Regions from separate parts of the Mus musculus genome. Here all the other regions are linked to region 3. The links are chromatin contacts, called in public HiChIP or PLAC-seq and promoter capture Hi-C maps. All regions are on one chromosome and are shown on one strand. Each heading gives the region's core, a stretch centred on a gene start, on an enhancer-like site or on the middle of the called end of the contact. The rest is flanking DNA. Distances are from core to core; before and after follow the strand shown.

Evidence for each region. HiChIP or PLAC-seq counts read pairs in DNA pulled down with a chosen protein or histone mark. Capture Hi-C pulls out chosen DNA fragments and counts their contacts.
Region 1: a promoter capture Hi-C map of liver shows a contact between it and region 3. The contact joins the promoter of Cyp4a10 here to the promoter of Efcab14 in region 3. A contact is called at or near these places in 1 of 115 datasets of contacts at active chromatin or transcription factors (large pre-B cells) and 1 of 9 other capture datasets (liver).
Region 2: a contact with region 3 is called in an H3K4me3 HiChIP or PLAC-seq map of intestinal villus epithelium, with 6 times the contacts expected there. The contact joins the enhancer-like site here to the promoter of Efcab14 in region 3. A contact is called at or near these places in 26 of 39 promoter capture datasets (the 3T3-L1 cell line, 3T3-L1-derived adipocytes, the C10 cell line and 15 more), 10 of 15 datasets of contacts at CTCF or cohesin (the G1E-ER4 cell line, the NIH/3T3 cell line, embryonic stem cells and 4 more), 144 of 484 Hi-C or Micro-C datasets (the 3T3-L1 cell line, 3T3-L1-derived adipocytes, the AtT-20 cell line and 78 more), 46 of 115 datasets of contacts at active chromatin or transcription factors (the 230-238 cell line, DN3 thymocytes, the HPC-7 cell line and 27 more) and 5 of 9 other capture datasets (adipose tissue, embryonic stem cells, embryonic tail and 2 more).

The regions. Positions count from the first base shown.
Region 1 is chr4:115,516,924-115,519,623 of GRCm38.p6, forward strand. Cyp4a10 (cytochrome P450, family 4, subfamily a, polypeptide 10) reads left to right here and starts at 1,364. Exons shown (of 13, transcript NM_010011.3): 1 at 1,364-1,587. The coding sequence starts at 1,399.
Region 2 is chr4:115,982,986-115,985,685 of GRCm38.p6, forward strand. No RefSeq gene overlaps it. Among named protein-coding and RNA genes, the nearest start is that of Gm38492, 13 kb to the left of the region's middle. Within about 2 kb of position 1,291, at least 20 of the 459 cell types and tissues checked have an H3K27ac peak or open chromatin away from gene starts, as enhancers often do. A contact at or near this core is called in the AtT-20 cell line, the Ba/F3 cell line, differentiating embryonic stem cells and 5 more, where this site is marked.
Region 3 is chr4:115,736,520-115,739,219 of GRCm38.p6, forward strand. Efcab14 (EF-hand calcium binding domain 14) reads left to right here and starts at 1,251. Exons shown (of 11, transcript NM_001368627.1): 1 at 1,251-2,321. The coding sequence starts at 2,140.

The DNA.
Region 1 (2,700 bases), core at 114-2,613, 220 kb before region 3:
TATGCTTGGCACAGGGATTGGCACTATTTGGAGGTGTGGCCTTGTTACAAGAAGTGTGCCAGTGTGGGCATGGTCTTTATGACCCTCGTCCTAGCTTTCTGGAAGCCAGTCTTCTTCTGTTTGCCTTCAGAACAAGATGTTCAACTCTCAGCTCTTCCTGCACCATGCCTGCTTGGATGCTGGCATGTTCATGCCTTGATGATAATGAACTGAATTTCTAAACATGTAAGCCAGGCCCAATTAAATTTTGTTCTTGTAAGAGTTCCCTTGGTCATGGTGTTTGCTTACATCAGTAAAACCCTAAATAAGAAAAGCTATTTAGATAAATAATAGCTGAAAGCTTTCCTGTATTTACTGAGAAATACATGGGCACCCAAGTACAGTAAATGCAAAGGGCCCATTTAGATTCAATTGATTTGGTCCTGTTGAAGACACACTATATTCAAGCTCTCAAAAGTCCAAGACAAGAAATTCTAAAACCAAGAGAAGTATTCCAAGTCCCATATAAGCAAGGCCTTGGTAGACTAACACTAGAGTCTACAGCAAAAACTTCTCAAAAGTGAACTAAACTCTCCAAGTAACAGAGTTAGGTTGGCTAAATAGATTTTTTTTAAATGAAATTCAACTGTATGCTATCTATTTTAAAACAACAACAAAAAAAAAAACCCACAAGAAGGTGCCAAGGAATGGAAAGAAACCCATTAGCTCCCCCAAAGCAAAACAAGCACGAGTGTCCTTGGCATCCCCAGGCATGGACTACCCATGAGACTAGCCTACCTAGATGTATAAGAGCAGCAGTGCCTATATGTTTTCCAGTCTGAATCAGCAACCACTCACCATCCATTTGGCATGGACAATTCAAAAAAAAACTATTAGATACTTGGTCTGACATGGAAACCCAAACACCTCCCAAAAACAACAAATAAAGCCACAGACTTAAGCTATGGAGCTTGGGAAAGAGCCAGTGTGTGAGGATCCCCTTATCACACAGGACTTCAACAAGATATTTATTTTTATATGACAACCTTGTTTGATATTTAATAATTTAGTAAAACTTTGCAAGAAAAGATTAAAAATAAGTGGAAGAATATTTAAGGATATTATAATTGTTCTGCTTAATTTATGCATGCAGTACAGGTGTGGAAACAAGTCAATGTTCTTGACTCGCACGAGAGGAAAGTAGACACAGGTAGGCACTGGCAGCTGGAAAGAAAAAATTGTGTCTCTGATTCCCAAGGTAAATCATTCCTGTTATTTAACCAACTGAACTTTGAGATCAAGATTGGTCAGCCTCACCCTTCTCCCTCCCACAGGTAGGCGGGCAATCCTTACAGGATTTAGGCAGGAGGTAGAAAGGATTAGTGAGAGTGAGGACAGCAACAGAAGAGTGGATGAACTATGAGTGTCTCTGCTCTAAGCCCAACCCGATTTGCAGACAGCCTCTCTGGCTTCCTCCAAGTGGCCTCTGTGCTCGGTCTGCTCCTGCTGCTGGTGAAAGCTGTCCAGTTCTACCTCCACAGGCAATGGCTACTCAAGGCTTTCCAGCAGTTCCCATCACCTCCTTTTCACTGGTTCTTTGGGCATGAGGTATGAAGGAAAGAGAAGGATGGGTGGAAGAGAAGGGAAGATGGGTGTCTCAGAGACCAGCCATCAAATTCACAAGGAAAATCCTGATATATAAAGAGTCCAAGAGCTTCATAAGATGCCCAGCTCAGGCTGAGGCATGTCATCCCAACAATAGCGTTACTGTCTGACTGTTGCTCAACTCTATACTGATAGTCTTGCACTTTGAAAGCTTTGGTTGGTCCTACCTAGTCTCCTCCTCCTCTTCTGGCTGAGTACCTTTAATATCTCTACTGTTCTCAAACAACTTTTAAGTAGTTCCTTGACAAGTTACTTATGGCTATTCTCTCCCAAGCCCTGGGTTTGCCTGGGAATGCAAACATCAGAGAGACAGAAACCTTGCCCCTTGAAGTTCTTGATGTAACAATGGTGCACATCTTAGAAATTATCAGGCACAGGAAGGGTTCACACTGCTGGGCTGAGTGAGTGGCTGACCAAGACTAGAATTTTCAGGATGGGTAAATTACAAATTGAAATCCCAAAGTCATGGCACATTAAAGGGAAAGGGTGGGTAGGACCCTCATATGTGAACACTAATGTTAGTATTTCTACAGGGCTATGTGGCTCTTCTTCCTCTTTCCACACACCCTGCAATATAAGATACTTGGATTCAAGCACAGCATCACTTTCTTGTTCCACAGGGTTCAGCTAAAGAGCCTGGCACAAGTGTATGAAATTACCCAGAAAGGGAACTGGGAAGGGACAGTACTGACCCATTGCATTATCACCCCAGGAAATAAAGTACAGAGCCAAATAGGAGGATACATGAAAATGTGCACAACAAAGGATTGTGCAATAGATGTTCTTAGAAAGACATGGGTATGCCACGTTCTCTGAAGATCTGAGGATCTGACACTGTGATTCCTCTGAGGAACACAGCTCCATCCAACAGGACTCTCAGATTCAGCTCAGAACCCATACCCACATAGTAAAGCTATGAGTGATAGCACAGACAGTTCATCGAACTGCCCCACCTTCCTGGCAACTTCAGAAAAAAACAGCTATGTTCCTGTGCTTGCTCTACTCTTGTCTCCAGTCCAAAAACTAGGCAAGAGTCCCACGAACTTATCTTTTCTT
Region 2 (2,700 bases), core at 41-2,540, 250 kb after region 3:
CCCTCTTCCCCTTCTCCCTTTCTCTGGGTTATTTTAGATCCTGTCCTTGAATATGCTGATGGTATTTCATTTTGTTTCTTTCTTTCTTTTTGTTTTTGTTGTTGTTGTTGTTGTTGTTGTTTTGATTTTTGAGACAGGGTTTCTCTGTATAGCCCTGGCTGTGCTGGAACTCACTTTGTAGACCAGGCTGGCCTCGAACTCAGAAATCCGCCTGCCTCTGCCTCCCAAGTGCTGGGATTAAAGGCATGCGCCACCATGCCCGGCGGTATTTCATTTTGTGAACGTCTATGAATTAGCCCTAGAATTCACTGATCATTTCCTACACAAGGGCCTCCTGCTTCATGCTTTTCTGTTTAACTTTCAGTACAACCCTTCCAGGTGCATAATTTGAGTCCCATTTTCCTGGTGAACAAACTGAGATCCACAGATGTGTTTGCTCAGAGCAATGTCCAGTTCAGGTAAGTGGTAAACTTCGACTAGGAACATTCACCCTGCTCCACTCTCCCTGCCTCTAAGATCTACTTTCTCTCCCTTTTAAATTAGTGTGTGTGTGTGTGTGTGTGTGTGTGTGTGTGTGTGTGTGTGTTCGAACGCCCGCACGAGTGTGCTCATGCATGTGTATGTATGCTATGGGTGCTCATGCATGTGTATGTATGCGGTAGAATGTGTAGAAGTCAGAAAACAACCGATTCCTTTCACCATGTGGGTTCCAGGGATAGAACTTGGGTCATCAGAATTAGCAGCAAGCCTCTTTACCAGTTTAGCCATCTTACCAGCCTTGGTTTTGCAGTTTCCTCCTGACAAGGACAGGGCTGTCACACAGATCAAATGGTGTGTCTTCAGGGATGGAACAAAGTTTTACCAGAAGAGATAAAGAGTAAGCAGCAGTGGCAGAGGATGTCCCTAGCCTCACAGAGACTTGATGTGCCATGGTGGGGGAGTAACCAGGGGGCCCCTATCAGCGCAGAAGAGAAGCGGAGAGGGAGGGAAAAGATTGTGGGAGGGAGGGAGTGGAAGGGGGCAGTGAGCGGGATGTAAAGTGAATAAATAAAAATTTTTAAATTTGAAAAAAAAAAAAAACACTAAGCAGAGGATTGAAACCCCGTGTAGAGAAAACTGACCTCCTGGGAACTTTTGATAGTATCGCCCTTGCAGAAGGCCAATTTCTTCTCACCTTTATACATGGGGAAGTTCCGAATGTCCTGCATGCTCAGATACGAGAAACTCTCTGCAGAAAGACATAGGAACACTCAGCAAATCTTACTCCGGTAAGAGCATGAGTGGGTGCCCCCTGCCGGTACTTTTCAGAACCACAGGCTTGTGGGCTTGGATGGCCGCAGAAGCCCAGACCTGCCCGCCCTGGGCCTTCTCCCAGTCTTCCGGCGTGCAGGGAGGCAGGGAATTGGCATCTTAGGAGCTTTTCTCAGTACCCATCACTGGGCGGGTCTCTTTCCATTACTGAGTCTCTGACTTCTCGCCCTCACTTCGAGGCGGGGATTACTCTGCCCTGGGCTCAAATGATGAAATGGGGGTGGCAGAAAGGTTAAGTGGCTTTTCCAAAGCTACAGCTAGTGGTAGCAGGGGGATTGGTCCGTGTCCTCCTGTGTACCGGAATCCAGGGAGAGAGGTGGGTGCCGTGCAATCCTGCGCGAAAAAAGTTCCTCTGCAGCTGTCACTATTGTGAAGGGAGGGTGAGGATGCTCTGGCAGAGACTTGGGGGAGAGTTAGGAGGATGTGTTCTTAACATCAGGGGAGAAATGCCAGTCTGGGTTTGGAGTCAGATTTCATTCTGCAAAGAGCAGTGTCTTTGAGATCAGGCCCTGTGCGAGAGACTCAGGAATGTCCCAGGCATTGCGCTGTCCTGACCTGTGTGCTTCAAGTGCAGAAGACACCACTTAAAGTAGGGGAAACAGAGAGATCGCAAGAGTAAACAAATATGCTAAAGCCAAACACAAAGTCTTTTACTTTCTATTTCATTTATATGAAACTCTAGAAACTTCTGTCCATGGTGACAGGATCAGTGGCCGCCAAGAGTAGAAAAAGAGTGAACTGCCATGAAACATGATGGAACTTTGGAGGTGGCATGCTATATATAGTTCGGATGTGACCTGCCCTCCATAAACTCAAACTTGCCCACTTCAATCCCAGTTGGTGGCGCTGTTCAGGAAGGCCCGCCTTTAGTGGGTGGAGCCTTGATGGAGGAAGTGGATTGTTGATGGGTGTTGAAGTTTTATATCCGGGCCTCCTTTCCCGTTCTTCCTGCTTCTGGGTTGCTAATCAACACAACTAGACTGTCCCTCTGTCCTGCTGCCACGCCTTCCCACCATGATAGAACGCACACCCTCAAAACTGTAAGCTAAGATAACCCTTCTTTCCTGAAGTTGCTTTGGCCAGGTGTTTTGTCACAGCAAGAAAAGCCACTAATATATTCTATAAATTCTAAAGATTTATCTTATATGTTTATTATGGAAACAACTATCCGGTCAAAATTAATCAAGTTATATTCAGATGGTGAACTTTATTATTTCTAAATTATCATTTAAAAAAAACACTCTTAAAGTGAGTGGAAGCTAGAAATGACTGCTGTAGGAACCGAGGGCTCACCCCACCCTACCCAAGCTACAGGCTTCTTTCCTTTACCTGAGAAACATCTCGTTAGTGCTCAGACACTTGTGTCTCGATTCAAGTAGCACCTAACAA
Region 3 (2,700 bases), core at 1-2,500:
GTCCTCTGGAAGAGCAGTCAGTGCTCTCTTAATCCCTGAGCCATCTCTGCAGCCCCTAGAGTCATCTTCTATAAACTGAAAATTCAGAGTATGTTCCTCAATGGTTTTTCAAACTCCTTCTACAAAACCCTGCAAGGTTTACTTCCTGATGTTTCTGTAACTTCATTTCCTATCACTTTTTTTTTTCCAAACCAGGTCTTTCTGAGCACTCCTTCATGATACCATTTTACTTACTCTCTGGCTTCCTAAGGATCTATGCCCAAAAATCCCTTCATCAAAGACAACAGGCATGCCTCACCCTATCTTATTTGGGTTTCCTTCATAATATGCATCCACTTCTAAAGTGTAATATGTGTGCCTATTGTTGCTTTCATGCTCAAATACAAGCTGGAGCAGATGAGCAGATAAAATAGAGGAAGCCCAATTGAATTTAAATTTCAGATAAACAATGAATTATTTTTCAATATGAAGTTGTCATAGATATTGGAGGGCTCTTATAATTTAAAAAAAAAATAGCTAAACCAGGTGTGAGGATGCATGCCATTAATCCCAGAACTCAGGACCAAGGCAGGCAGATCTTTGCGAGTTCAAGAACAGCCTGGTCTACATAGCTAGCTCTAGGGCAGCCAGGACTACATAGAAAGCCTCTGTCCAACTCCCTCCCCCCTCCCCAAAAATCACTGTTTATCTGGTATTGGAAATTTACTAGTGTTCAGTATTTTATTTGCTAAATCTGGCAACTCTATACAGAAAGGAAAACACATTGGTTATTGTGTTTATGGCAGCATCCCCAGAGCTAGAATAGTCTCGATATTTCACCACCAGTAAATATTTATTGGATGGATGGGTGGGTGGGTGGATAGATGGATAGATGGGTGGAGGGATGGATGGAAGGACGGATGAATTATTCAACTGGGCCATTAAAACAATGAGCCTAAAGAACCTAAGAGTAAGAGGGATGGAGTCTTTCAAGAACTTTTCAGAAGGTGGAGCCTCGGGTGCCAGTCCCCGCCCCTGCTTCTCAGCAAGCAAAACTCTGCCTCCGCTGTAAGTTGATGCGGTCAGCCGCGGTCCGACAGGGGCGGGGCCTACTAACTGTGGCTCCAGACCCAGCACGAGCCAGAGCCGCGGCCCCTTTAACGTTCCACCTCCCCAGCACCACACGCGCCCTCCTGCGTGACGTCACCAAGGGGCGCCCAATGGGGGCGCGGCTTACTGGCAAGCCTTGCCCGGGGCCGCTGCCAAAGGGGAAGTGAGCTAAGACTGGAGCTATGGCCCGGGTCTGGAGCCTGCGGCGGCCGCCACCGCCAGCACATCCAGAGAAGTCGCGACCGAAGCAGGGGCCGGAGACGCGGCTGGACTGGCCGCGGCGCGTGTGAGTTGCGGAAGTCGCTGGTGGCGGAACACTTCAGGCTGGCGGAGCGGTGGTCACCCCTCATCACTGCGCCCCCTCCAGGCCCTAGCAGCAGGGCTCCCGCTCCTCTCGCGCGGGTCTCTACAAACTCAGGACAGAAGCCACGGGAAGGTGATCATCCCGAATCCTGGTGGGCGTCCCGGCCTGGGAGTTTTCTAGGCGCCCAGGCAGTGTTGGCGCTCTCCTGTCACCACCTCTCCAGTTAAGGATCAGCGAGTTCCCACTGCCTGCTCTGCAAAGTCTCCTCTCCTCCCATTCAAAAACAAGTTTATTTTCCTTCTGCATTGGGAATCTTGTCCCAGAGATCTAAAGTACCTTAGTTTTGTGTATCTTTCTCCCGCTTTCTGGAGCACTCCTAGAAATATTGGTTGCCTACACGACTTAGAATCTCGTGCTTGACTTAGCGGGTTGTTTTGTTTCGTTTTCCTTTTGACAGGTAATAGTTGTTTCAGAAATTTATCCATTTAGATCTCCAGTTCCTTGGCCATCTCTATGTAACTTCCCCCACCCCCCATCCCCCATCCACCTGAGTCCAATTTTCTCTGGGCTCTATTCTCCAGCCCTCAGTAGATCTGGTCAGTCCCACCTCTGGGTGGGAGTGATCAGGGGGCTCAGGCCCAGGATTTCCAACCCTGGAAGGCAGCTCCAAGTCAGCGAGAGAGTTGGGTGTTGGCTACGAACCTGGCAGCTCAGGAGTGGGCCCGCCACTCACCCCCCACAAAAAGATGAAAAAGCGCAAAGAGCTCAATGCGTTGATCGGCCTGGCTGGTGACCATCGGAGAAAGAAGACCAAGCAAGGCTCAGGCAGCCACCGCCTGCTTCGCACTGAGCCTCCTGACTCAGACTCAGAGTCCAGCACAGACGAAGAGGAATTTGGAGCAATTGGAAATCGCTCTCGTTTTGTCAAGTGAGTGTAGCAGTGGGGAGGGCTGAAATGGGCAAAAGGCATCTTGCACTACTACCAGCCGGGCAAATGGATGAGAAGGAGAGGGGAGTCCCTTGGAAGAAAAAGGGAAGTAGGCCTTGGAAAACAGGGAGAAAGGATGTTGGACAGGGCAAGTTCTAACTCTTAATAAAGAGTAAGCAGTCACTCTAATGTCTAACAAGAGCTTCAAATCTAGGGTGGAAGTGTGGACTTGGGGAATGGGCTCATAGCCCAAGAAGGAATTAAAAAGGTTACTCATGGAGACAGAGGAGCAGAGAGGCTCTTGGGGCTAGGCATTTTTAAAAAGTAGGTCAAGGGACCTTAAGACCAATACTCGTTTTGTGTTTCTTAACCAGCTTAG